2 separate regions of the Mus musculus genome follow, and region 2 is linked to region 1. The links are chromatin contacts, called in public Hi-C maps. All regions are on one chromosome and are shown on one strand. The core of a region is the stretch at or near the end of the contact, and the rest is flanking DNA. Distances in the headings are between cores, read along the strand shown. Region 1 overlaps Gm27243 (a long non-coding RNA gene). Region 2 holds the start of Ndufaf4 (NADH:ubiquinone oxidoreductase complex assembly factor 4).

Region 1 (5,789 bases), core at 1,192-3,691:
TTCCTTTGATTGAAACACTCCTGACTGTTTTCATAATGACTGAAATGGTCAATGACTGCTGAATTCCAGCTACTAGACTAACAACTGCCAGGCCCTTGCCCAAAATCTCTCCTTACTAGTCCTTGCCTAGAAGCAGAACTGGACAACTACCCCAGGTGGGAGGGATGGAGGCCAAATAAAAACTCCTGTTGAGATCTTCAGGAACCCTAAATCCAGTCAGATTGTGGGTGGTTCTGCCAATCTTCCAGGTTCACTGAGGTAAGCAGCAGCCACAGCTTCCCCTCCATCACATTTATCAAAATTTCTGAAGCTGTCAGTCAAGCAACAGCTTGCTCTGGAGTTCATCCAGTTGTCTGCATGACAACTATCATCGCTTTAGACACCTCCTAGTTGCTGAAGGAAACCCCCTGCCATCTAATCAATACTAGAGACATCAAACCAGCATTATCACCCAAAGACACACGCCACAGACACCCAAGTGACAGTCTTATGACCACCACTTTTCTTCAGGAGACTTTTATGGCCACTCTATCAGAAATTCTAGGCACTTAGGCTATAAGAACTTTAGTTGACCCTCTGGTAAAACCTCTCCCCACCCTGCCCACAGTTGCTTTGATACTTCCTTGAACCTATCCTGAGTCCAGTGATAAAGAATGCCACCTTTACCAATGACAATTACTATGAAGGTATGACTGGATAGGTAAGCAGCTCTCTTCATACTGTTCCTAGAACAGACCAGGAGATGCCTGTCTTCACCATACTTGCACTTCACACATGTGTGAGCTCATGCATACATACCTGCACACAAACACACAAGTGAATATAACTTAGACACCTATAAAACCTCATTCAACTGTTTTTTCTTCATATCTGTGGTCTTTATCACAAGTAGAGTGCTCTGAGTTGGTAACACAAGCACCAGAAACTGTTGGGGTTGCCAGACCCAGACACACCCAGTGGGAACTAGAAGGCTTCTGAAGAGTTCCAAGGTCCCGGGACCTGAGACTGTGAATTCTAGAAAGCCGAGGCTAGAAAGGTTTGTAGAAGAGAAGGTGGGACAGCCATGGAGAGCTAAAACTACAGAAAATGGGAGGGGGGTAGCTGTGAAGGGCCAAGACAGGGAAGAGCTGTGGACTGTGAAACCTAGAGAGTTCCAGAAAGCTTCTACCATGGGGACAGCGACCTGCAGCTGGACCGAATCTCTCTATACGACAATGAAGCCACAGGTGGCAAGTATGCTTCTCGAGCTGTTTTGGTGGATCTAGAACCTGGAACTATGGCCTCTGTTCACTCAGGTCCCTTTGGCCAGATCTTCAGACCAGACAACTTTGTTTTTGTCAGTCTGGGGCAGGCAACAACTGAGCTAAGGACCACTGCACAGAGGGAGCTGAGCTAGTTGGCTCTGTCTTGGATATGGTGCAGAGGAGGCAGAGAGCTGTGACTGCCTGCAAGGCTTTCAGCTGACCCATTCACTGGGTGGAGGCACGGGCTCTGGCATGGGCACCCTGCTCATCAGCAAGATCAGAGAAGAATATCCTGACCGCATCATGAATACCTTCAGCATGGTACCCTCACTCAAAGTGTCTGACACCGTGGTTAAGCCCTACAACACCACCCTGTCTGTCCATCAGCTGGTGGAGAACACGGATGAGACCTACTGCATTGACAACGAGGCCTTCTACAACATCTGCTTCAGCACTCTCAAACTCACCACACCAACCTATGGAGATCAGAACCATCCCGTCTCAGCCACCTCCATTTCCCAGGCCAGCTTAACGCTGACCTTCAAAAGATGGCTGTCAACATGGTGCCATGCCCATGCCTCCACTTCTTCATACCTGGATTCACCCCTCTCAATGGCCATGGAAGCCAGCAGTACCGGGCGCTCACTATCCCTGAACTTACCTAGCAGGTCTTCGATGACAAGAATACGATGGCCATCTGTGACACATGCCATAGCTGGTACCTCACAGTTGCAGCTGTCTTCCGTGATCGGATGTCCATGGAGGAGGTGGATGAGCAGATGCTCAATGTGCAGAATAAGAATAGCAGCTACTTCGTGGAATGGATCCCCAACGATGTCAAGACATCTGTCTGTGACATCCCACCACGTGGCCTCAAAATGGCAGTCACTTTCATTGGGAACAGCATGGCCATCCAGGAGACCTTCAAGTGCACCTCTGAGCAGTGTAAAGCAATGTTCCACCGGAAGGCTTTCCTCCATGGCACACAGGTGGGGGCATGGACGAGATGGAGTTCACCAAAGCTGAGAGCAATATGAATGACCTCTTCTCTGAATATCAGCAGTACCAGGATGCTACCACAGAAGAGGAAGAGGATTTCAGAGACGAGGCAGAAGAGGCCTAAGCCAGGGAGCCCTGCATCACCCCAGGCTGCTTAGTTCCCTCAGCTTTCTCCAACTGCCCTTTGTCCTCCTCCCATTTCTTTCTGCTGTCTCTGTCCTGCTTCTGTTTCGTTTTGTTTTCTCATTGGGGGTAAACAGTGCCTGGCACATGGCAGGCACTCAATAAATATTTGTGGGGGAAAAAAATCTCAGAAATAGCAAGTCTGATGGGAAAGTCAATCAAAGGCAAGCACTTTGATCCAATGGTGTGCTTAAGGTAGAAAGTATATAAAGTCCTTGCTTTCCTAGTGCCACTCGAATAGAAGTTTCAAGACTCCTTGTCTCGTTTCTCTGTTTCCATGAAGGAATCTAAAATAGTGCCAGGCCTTCTGAAGAGGTGTTGGCTGAACTGTATCTAAAAATTTTACCAGATCAGAAAAGCAAAATGTAGATATGAAGAAATGGAGAAATGGAGAGCTGAGTTTTGATGGTCCTCACAAGGTGGTTCTTAATGAGTGACATTCTAGTGGCTTCTTCTTACTGCCAAACACAACATAGCAAATAATACTCACTGTCAGGTGGATTTGATCTCGAAATGAACAAGCAAGCAAGACAGCAATCTCAAAATAAGCAAAAGACGGAAGCAATTGGCATCTTACAACATCCCGACACAAGAAAAGACTGCTATGCACAAGTGGTGAGCACATTCTTTCTCATTCAGAAGGATAACAACCAATAAACTCAAACCAAAGAGTGTTGGATAGAAAGTTGAACTTCAAAATGCTGCTTTTTCTCTCTCTCTTTTTCTGACTTTCTCTTTTGTGAGATACTTTCATGTGCCTAGATTAGCTTCCAACTATGGACTCACAGTTGGCCTTGGACTTTTAAACCTTTGCCTGAACCACACAACTATGAAGTGCTTTTAAATTTCAAATTCAAAGAGTGTTTGTTTGTTTTTAGCCAGTGCAGATTTTAAAGTTCTCTTACCTGAACCAAAATGCTCTATTGAGCAATGCAAACATATCAAACTAAAATCCAAAGTAAATATAATTTTAATGTAAAAATATATTTTATGCATTTCAGTGCCAACTTTATTCATGTAATTTATTTCACCAGGATAGAACTGAGCGTTTTAATGAATGAAAAGGAGAATTTTATTATACCCAGGGAAATGTATGATTACATCTGCTTACAATGTTTTATGCCCTTCCTCTGAGCACCTTACACCTAATTTGGAGAGGAAATCAACCATTTTACAAAAAGTTTTACTTACAAATCCAATAATTCACTGCATAAGTAGCAAAATTTAGGAATGTGCCTCAATGTTGATGTCTTTATTCCAGATCTGAAACAGTCAAAATAATTTCAGAGAAACTACTGCTTAAAATATTTCTTATCTAATACTACCTCATAACTTTTATTTAAATATTATTAGATAGCATCAACTTATATGATATCATTTAACCAAAATGAACATGAATGCTCTAACACTCTAATGTAACCACAGCCCTTGGACTCAGAAACACATCTGACAGCGAACACTGTCAACAATCTGTTCAGAAAAGCTTCTGCCTGGTTTTTCTGCAGACCAGCGACAGAGCCAGGAACAGGTTAATGAAATGCCTGAGTGGAGTGAAAACCAAATTGGAAGAAGTGGTAATTCAGGCAACTAAACCTCTGAAGGTCTATAGGAAGAATAAAGCTAATCTTATTTCATTTTACTTAACGTACTCACAATATCACTCCATAAATACTATTCTGTTTCCATAAAGAAATTGTCTTAGAACTATTGTTTATTAAAAGTTCCACTACTATATGGATGACTTTAAAAAAAAATTCCCCGACCCTGTGCTATGTCAAAATACTCAGCAATTTTACATTCATGGCCTAAAATTTTAATTTAAATTCCCTTCATTTCCTCACAAATCAGGTTGTGTGCTATGTAAAGGGAACATGTAAATATCACACCCTTGAACTTTTGTACAAGTACTTCCCTTAAAAATAATCCATATAAACCACAAGCAATTCTAAAAGTGGACCTACAGAGACCAGACTTACAGCTAAGAGCATTTTGTTTCAGAATTTCTTTAGTAATTCAATCACTAGCTCAGATGTTTAGCTTTGCAGATTAATAATGAACTGTGAAATTTTAAACTCCCGTTCTAAAATTAGTCTGGACCTGTATATCCAAGAGCCTACATTTCAGTATATGGTAGAAAAATAAAATCTATCATTTATAATTCTAAATGTACAAATAGCCACATGAGGATTCATAGCTAAAAACATGAATTCTGATAAAGAAAAGATGAATAAGAATTCTGCAGTATTTAACTTAGTATGAAGAAAAATACAAAGTATTAGAAAGTCAAGCCAAACATCAAAATGACCAATTCTGATTCTACAGAAATATAATCCCTGCATTATTTAAAATATGCTATCATTTTAGATAGAGCCAACACTCTCCCTAAAAGTATGTTCTTTTCCTTTGTGAGTAGAATCCTGGGTTAAATCCATGAAGTCTGTGCAGCGCTGCCTTCCCCTTTTATTGAAAGTGTTAATGTATAAGAAAGTGTGCTGTGCCCGTCACCCTTTCATCTACTTCACTACGTGGGATCTGTTTGCTGAGGTCTGGAGTGGTGAGGCACACGTATCATTTCTGTGCCTCTTAAAACCTTCAAATAGCATCAACTCAGATGTAAATGTGTTTCTTGAGCAATAGCTTGCAAATGTGTCTTTTCCTCTTTGCATGGTGAGGTAGAAGTGTTTCAATCCTCGAAAAATCTACAAGTGAGATTTATCTTCATTGTGCCAGATTTCTTGCCAACCTTCAGAGATTCAGATTTTTATCATGGAGTTTGTAGAACATTTTAATGTGGTCGAATGTAATGTTAACGGGGCCTGGTTAGCGAAAGGGGGACCCTGCCATTTACCCTGGTTATTCTTATTTTGTTAATACTGGGGATTTGAAAGCAAGCTAAGCACGTTCTCTACCACTGAGTTACATTCCCAGCTCTTGTCTTTATTTTTGTATTAAGTAATCATGCTGCTTGAAGCCTAAGGTGTTTATTTTTAAAAATGGAAGCTAGGAGGTGGAGATCATTGAAGAAGGTGGGATATTTTAACATAGTCCACATAAATAACCATTTTGGAAATTATTATCTTACAACTGTACGGCTAAACACCTCAGATTAATAAGCAAATGCATATGATGCAAAGCGTCGTGCACAGCCACAGTTACAGTCGCCTCTGACAGCTACACTGTAGCAGGCACTGAGCTCCTATAAAGGGCTATTCAGTTTCCAGAATCTCTACCCCGAATTCTAAAGTGAAGCCAAAGATCATCTACCTGCACGTATAAACCTAACTCAAATTCTAAGAAAGAGTTCGAGGTCACTTCTACCTGTAAGCCATCATTTGAAGTGGATTTTTCAGCTTTGAAAAGGAA
Region 2 (5,853 bases), core at 927-3,426, 660 kb after region 1:
AGGCAGCTCCTCACCTCTAATCCTCCTCTCCCTAGCACTATTCAGTGGCCTTCTTTAACATGTAGCCTTCAGCTTTCCCAGATTTGTAAGCTCTGTTGACTTCCTGAGTCTCATAAGCATCCCTCCTGCTTTAGGAGGGAAGGTTCAACCAGGAGGAAATTGCTACACAATGGTGAGGGAAGCTTGCAGGTTCTACCTGATGGTGACTATTACTGCTGCGAGTGCGAGGCAAAGGCAGATGGCATTCTAGACCCTTGTTATAATGCCTATTGATGTTCCAGCCTTCCCAGGTTCAACAACACCATCACATGGAAAGAGCATGCTAGTCAATGATTGAAACTGATCTTGGCATAAACACCCACTTTGTCCTGGCACCATTTGGGCATACAGCACGAAACAAAACAAAGGAAAATGTCTCTTCTCAAAAACTAGCATTTTACTGTTTTGGTGATATTTGGAGTTCATCACTATCATTCATTATCAGCTATCAACCTTACTTCAGTTTGGCTGAGAGAAAAGCAGACTTCTGACTTCCCTTGAGGGTCTGCCTTCAATCCTCAGGCAGAAGCCAGAAAGAAAATCTTAAGTTCAGACCTTCTGCTACATTGTATGTCTTGACAAGAAGAGCTGAAATTATGGATTTATGGTCCAGGATTTTGTTTCCATTCTGATTACCAAAGTAAGATAGCCAAAGGTGGGTTCTGCTGGAGCCTCTCTGCCTTGTTTTGGTCTTTAAGGGTCTGAGTAACCCCAGGCCAAGGCTAGATAAAACAATAGGCTCACCTGCCACTGTCTCTTCCAGTGTCAAATCCAAGCTTTCCTGCGTGTAGAAATTCACAGATCTTTAATTTTGTACTATCTGCTGTCCTGGACTCACTCGAAACTCTTGTGTAAGGTTACTTTCATGTAGCCCTAAGTTTGGTGGAATCACATGAAAATTTAAAATACTTTAGCAGGCAGTGAGTGGAATTGCTACTATAATTCTTAAAGCACAGAACAGACTTAATGAGGCCAAGGAACATTTCTTGATGTCCAGAGAAATTGGTTTTAAAAAAAAGGCACCCAGTTATGAACTTGTTTAAAAAGCTCTCAGATGGAAATCTTGGAGCAGACTGCCACCTTCAGGATAACTAACAAATTAACTCACTGAACACGGTTTTAGCTTCTACATAACCCATCTCCAGAGACAGGTTTCATAAGCAACAGTGAGAACTTTACCCCTCTAGTGTTTTCTCTATTATGAAACAGTTTAATTAGTAATAGTCCTTAAAAAAATGAAAACCCCTCCCCCTAATTTTTTTCTTTAAGTTGGTTAGACACAACTAATCTATTCACCTAACCAACCAGGCTAAAATCTTTAATAGATTTCACAACCACAGTCTGGGAAAAATATTAATTCGAAAACTTATTTTCTTGCTGGTGGGCTTTAAAAACTATGGGCCAATCACATTGAATACTTTCGGAAACGTAAAAGAAGGAAGAGACAAAGGGTGGGTGGAAGAGAAGGGGAAAGGAAGATAGAATGTGTACCGTAGATTTTTTTTTTCTTTTTCCAAATACAGCGTTAAGTTACACCAGGGTTTGCCAAGATTACAGAGACTCGAGAGGCAGTAGAGCTGAGAAATGGGGCTGAGAAGAGCACGGTGATTCAGCGCTAATGGAGGAGTATGTCAAGTTAGTACTACTTATGAGAGAAGGGGAAGGAAAGCCTAAAACTCATAGCACTAGGGACAAAGTGGCAGGAAAATGGTATGTCAAGATAGTGAAAGAGTTAAAACAAACAAACAAAACCAACACAAAATTGGCTCAGAAAGCTCCAGGCAAGGGACAGGAAAATAAGGGCTGTTAGAATGGAATTGCGGCTGAGAACAAATATTCTCAATTTCTCAAAAGCATGGGCAGGTAAATTCAGAACCTTGACCCTGCGCTCTGCCCTCTGAAGAGGTTGGAAGATCTCCGCTCCACACTGGCTACTCGGGATTTTGCAACCGTGGGATCACAGCAGCTCATCCTTAAAGACTCCGGAGTCGCCGGCCGGCGTCCCTGACAACGCCCAGATGTCTGCGCATGCGCCTGTGCGGAAGGGTGGGCGGGGCGGAGTCCAGGGTGCGTCCTCCCGGCCACCAGGGGGCGACGAGCGCGTCCTCGGCGTTTTACCGGTGCCTGGCCCCTGGTGTGCGCATGCTCCGTGCGTACAGAGGTCACCGGTGCCGGTGGCTTCTACACGTGCGTAGTGAACTAAGGGCATCATGATTTAGAGATGGGGGCTCGCGTGACCCGCGCCTTAAGGAACTTCAACGTGGAGAAGCGAGCGGAGCGAGAGATCAGCAAGAGGAAGCCCTCCATGGCACCCAAGCACCCTTCTACCCGCGACCTCCTGCAGGAGCACCGGAGTCGTGAGTGCAGTCCCTCCCAGGCCTCCGGTGACATTGAGGTCGTCCCCGCGCGGGCCCCGGGTGGTGGCGGCTGGAAGGAATCCCGGAGCCCAAGGCAGCCCGCGCTCTCTCCCGGCGTCTGCGCAGGCTGCACGCAGACTCTCGTCCAAGTGTTTGCCCCAAGATGTCCAGATGATTTTTTTTTTTAATATTGTACATGTTTACGAGTTTAGAGATTTTTTTCCTTAAAAAAAAAAAAAAAAGATACTATGGCTTATTTTCTTTCCTTAGAGTATCCAGAAATCGAAGAAGTTGTTTCTAAAAAAGATAACAAGCTGCTGTCATTGCTAAGAGATGTATATGTCGATTCCAAAGATCCGGTGCCTGCCTTGCCGGTAATGTATACGTTAATTAAGTTGGCAGTTTATTTTGGAGGTCTGAGAAAGTGATCAAGAAAAAGAGGGCAACGAGTGAAAGTGCAAAGTGTGTGTGTGTGTGTGTGTGTGTGTGTGTGTGTGTGTGTAGAGGGGAGCAGTCAGTGTAGAGCACAGACAGCTAGACACAGGCAGGCCTGGACCCCCTTCGATACTTAGGGTATACTTAGGGTATACTTAGGGTATACTTAGGGTATACCGAAAGACCTGTGAAGGGATTGATTGGATGGACCTGTGTGAATTGTTTATTGCAGAAGTTGTAGGGTTGGGTTACGGCATTTTTTAGTGGTTTTCTGAGTGACCAGTATGACTTTGAGAGCTATTTCATATTCTGTAAATTAAGATGCTCTTAATGACAACCTCAGTGTTTGGGGGTTTGGAGTGGGGGCACGTTCATAGTTTTGAGGATGTGTCCCAACAGGATATGTAATATTATATGTAAGTTAATATAGCATGCTGGAATGATGGGTATGTCTCCTGTGTCAGGTGTAAGTGTTGTGTGTAGTGATTAAAACAGTAATTACTCTCTGAGGCCCATGGTACGTTGCGGACCACAGACCATTCCGTGGATGAGCAGCTGTACAACTATAATGTAATTACGGGCTGGGGAAGATGAAAGGCTGCTTCTGAGGAAGTGACATTTAACCCTGGGCCTGGAGTGCAAATTGAAGTTGCAGCCTGGAAGGCAAAGAATTAGATTAAATGAAGAGGAAGTACCAGCCACAGCCCTCAAAGTTTTTTTTGTTTTTTGTTTTCATTACAAAACTTTTTTGTATTATCTAATACTGAGCAAAAGACTGCAATTACAGCTACTTCTATAATATTCATAATTTAATAGTGACAGTAGGATTTAGTTAGTACCAGATTTTCACACAATAAAGATACATTGATTGTTGGCCATAGTGTATTATTTTTAAGCTCAGCAATACTTGGAAGGAGGGTTTCCCATTTATGCTAAGTATGAGGTGCATGTGAGTGTGTGTGTGTGTGTGTGTGTGTGTGTGTGTGTGATTTTTGTGTAAAGATACTTATTTGATATTATACTTGGTATTTAGTCTGTTGAAGTGACCAGTTTAACCTCTTCAAATAGGTGCCAGTCACCTAACTATAATTTATTTACTAATTTTCTGACTTCTGTTTATAGACTTATTGGTTGTTTGGTTTTTGTTTCATCTTTTTCTTTTTCTTTTTCTTTTTCTTTTTCTTTTTCTTTTTCTTTTTTTTTTTTTTCCAAGATAGGGTTTCTCTGTGTAGCTCTGGCTGTCCTGGAACTCACTCTGTAGACCAGGTGTTTTTTGTTTCTTACCACTAGACCCATACTATCTCAATAAAGTGGTATGACACATCCTGGTGACTGTTATAACCTAAAAAAGCTTCATATCTTCTCAAATCACTTCCTTCTAAATGAACTTGGGAATCAGATTTTTAGTGTCTTTAGTAAGCCTTGTTTAGATTTGATGATAATTAGATTGTATTCACAGTTTAACTAAAGAGAGGTAAAGATCTTCTAATTTTTTTAGAAGGTCTTTGAGGAAGGAAGAAAGATGTTATTATTAAGTAGAAATTTTCTTCCCCTCATTTTAATGCACAGGAAAATAATTGATTTTTATTTTCTAGCTATTGACATAACTAGTTAACATATCTGCTAGGAAGTAGTTTTTCAGTTTTTTTGTTTTCTTAATATTTTATATTTATGTGGAATTTGTAAATTTTTTCTGCCTTTCCACTAAATGAAAAGAGGATGTTAAATTTTATTCATCTTGATGTCAAGTGGAAAAGCCAGATCTGTATGTATGGAGGGAAAGGCAGATGTACCTGGGTTTGGAAGATGAGAGACACTTTGAGATTTAGGAAGTGGAAGAGGAAAAGAGTGAGTGCCTGAGACTCAAGTGGGAACAAGAAGGTGGAGTGAGTGAGTGTGGGAGACTGCTTAGGTACGGTATGCAACAAGGGGAGACTGAAGGGGACTTGGGGTAATGGCTGCATCATGAAGAACATGCCAAGAAACTTTAGATTTATCAGAAGGGCTTTGGGGAGTCATTGAAAAAAAGGCGGGGGGCGGGGAGAGAAATACCTTGATATTGGCCTAGAAGTAGTATAGGCAGGAATAGCTGGAAATGAAGAGAAAGGGAATCCTTGGCACGGCTTAGGTAGTAAGCACAGAGACTGAGGTTAAGCTCAGGTGGGTACTCACGAGATCCACCTGCCTGTGGATGCTTATGCACAGACCGAGTCTCAAAATCTGTACGTAAGTGAATGTGTGTGCACCCTTGCACGTGCGTGCATGTGTGCATGCATGGGCTACCTTTTGCTGTGATAACACTGACCAGAAGCGTCTTACACATCTAGGTAATAGTTTATCAGTGAGGGAAGGCTGGAAGACAGTTCTCAAGTAAGCTGTTAACAGCGCCGTTAGAGTGCTGCTCATTCGAAACAGGTGTAATGCGTATCTAATCAGTTCTCATTCTTCTCATATACAAGTTGAGGTTTCTTTAACTTAGCTTCTTAGGACCTGATCTCATTTTGGAATATATGTATGTATATTATGAAGCATCTTTGTGGGAGGATCCAAATTTAATTATGAAGTTTGCTTTTATTTCATATACAACTCAAGCTTGAAGGCAGGTTGATGAGTCATTCTTAGTGTACCTACATTTTGACTGCTGATCATCACAGGAAGTTAGATGTGGCACTTTCTACTTGGGACATGATGGTGGAGTTCAGAAGTTTTGGATTTTAGAGCACTTTGGGTCTCACATTTTTGGGTCAGTAATGCTCAGTGGCTATAATTTCATGGTGTGCATGCAGTTGCAATTTTATAGAGGCTTTCTAGCGAGCTATAGTTAGGAAAAGAGTGGTACAGTGCAAAATCAAAGTTTGAGGAGGTATATATGTGTTTATTTGAAAAGAAATGGTTTAGACTTAAGAGTTGTGGAAGATGTAAATATTTTATCCTAAACCCTTTTCTTTGGTACTAGGTAAAAGTTGAACCACGACAAGAACCAAAGGAATTCAGACTGCCGATAGGAAATCACTTTGATAAG

The links. Hi-C and Micro-C count contacts between places; a contact is called where the count stands out from the background.
Region 2: a contact with region 1 is called in a Hi-C map of liver, with 2.4 times the contacts expected there. The contact joins the promoter of Ndufaf4 here to the enhancer-like site in region 1. A contact is called at or near these places in 2 of 39 promoter capture datasets (hippocampal neurons and liver), 1 of 484 Hi-C or Micro-C datasets (liver) and 2 of 115 datasets of contacts at active chromatin or transcription factors (embryonic stem cells and large pre-B cells).

Annotation. Positions count from the first base shown.
Region 1 is chr4:24,236,935-24,242,723 of GRCm38.p6, forward strand. All of the region lies in intron 1 of Gm27243 (a long non-coding RNA gene), which reads right to left. It also overlaps the pseudogene Gm11892. Among named protein-coding and RNA genes, the nearest start is that of Gm27243, 190 kb to the right of the region's middle. Within about 2 kb of position 2,442, at least 1 of the 459 cell types and tissues checked has an H3K27ac peak or open chromatin away from gene starts, as enhancers often do. A contact at or near this core is called in liver, where this site is marked.
Region 2 is chr4:24,895,907-24,901,759 of GRCm38.p6, forward strand. Ndufaf4 (NADH:ubiquinone oxidoreductase complex assembly factor 4) reads left to right here and starts at 2,177. Exons shown (of 3, transcript NM_026742.4): 1 at 2,177-2,396; 2 at 2,667-2,770; 3 at 5,788-5,853. The coding sequence starts at 2,261. Gm46848 (a long non-coding RNA gene) reads right to left here and starts at 2,216. Exons shown (of 3, transcript XR_001784261.2): 1 at 784-2,216.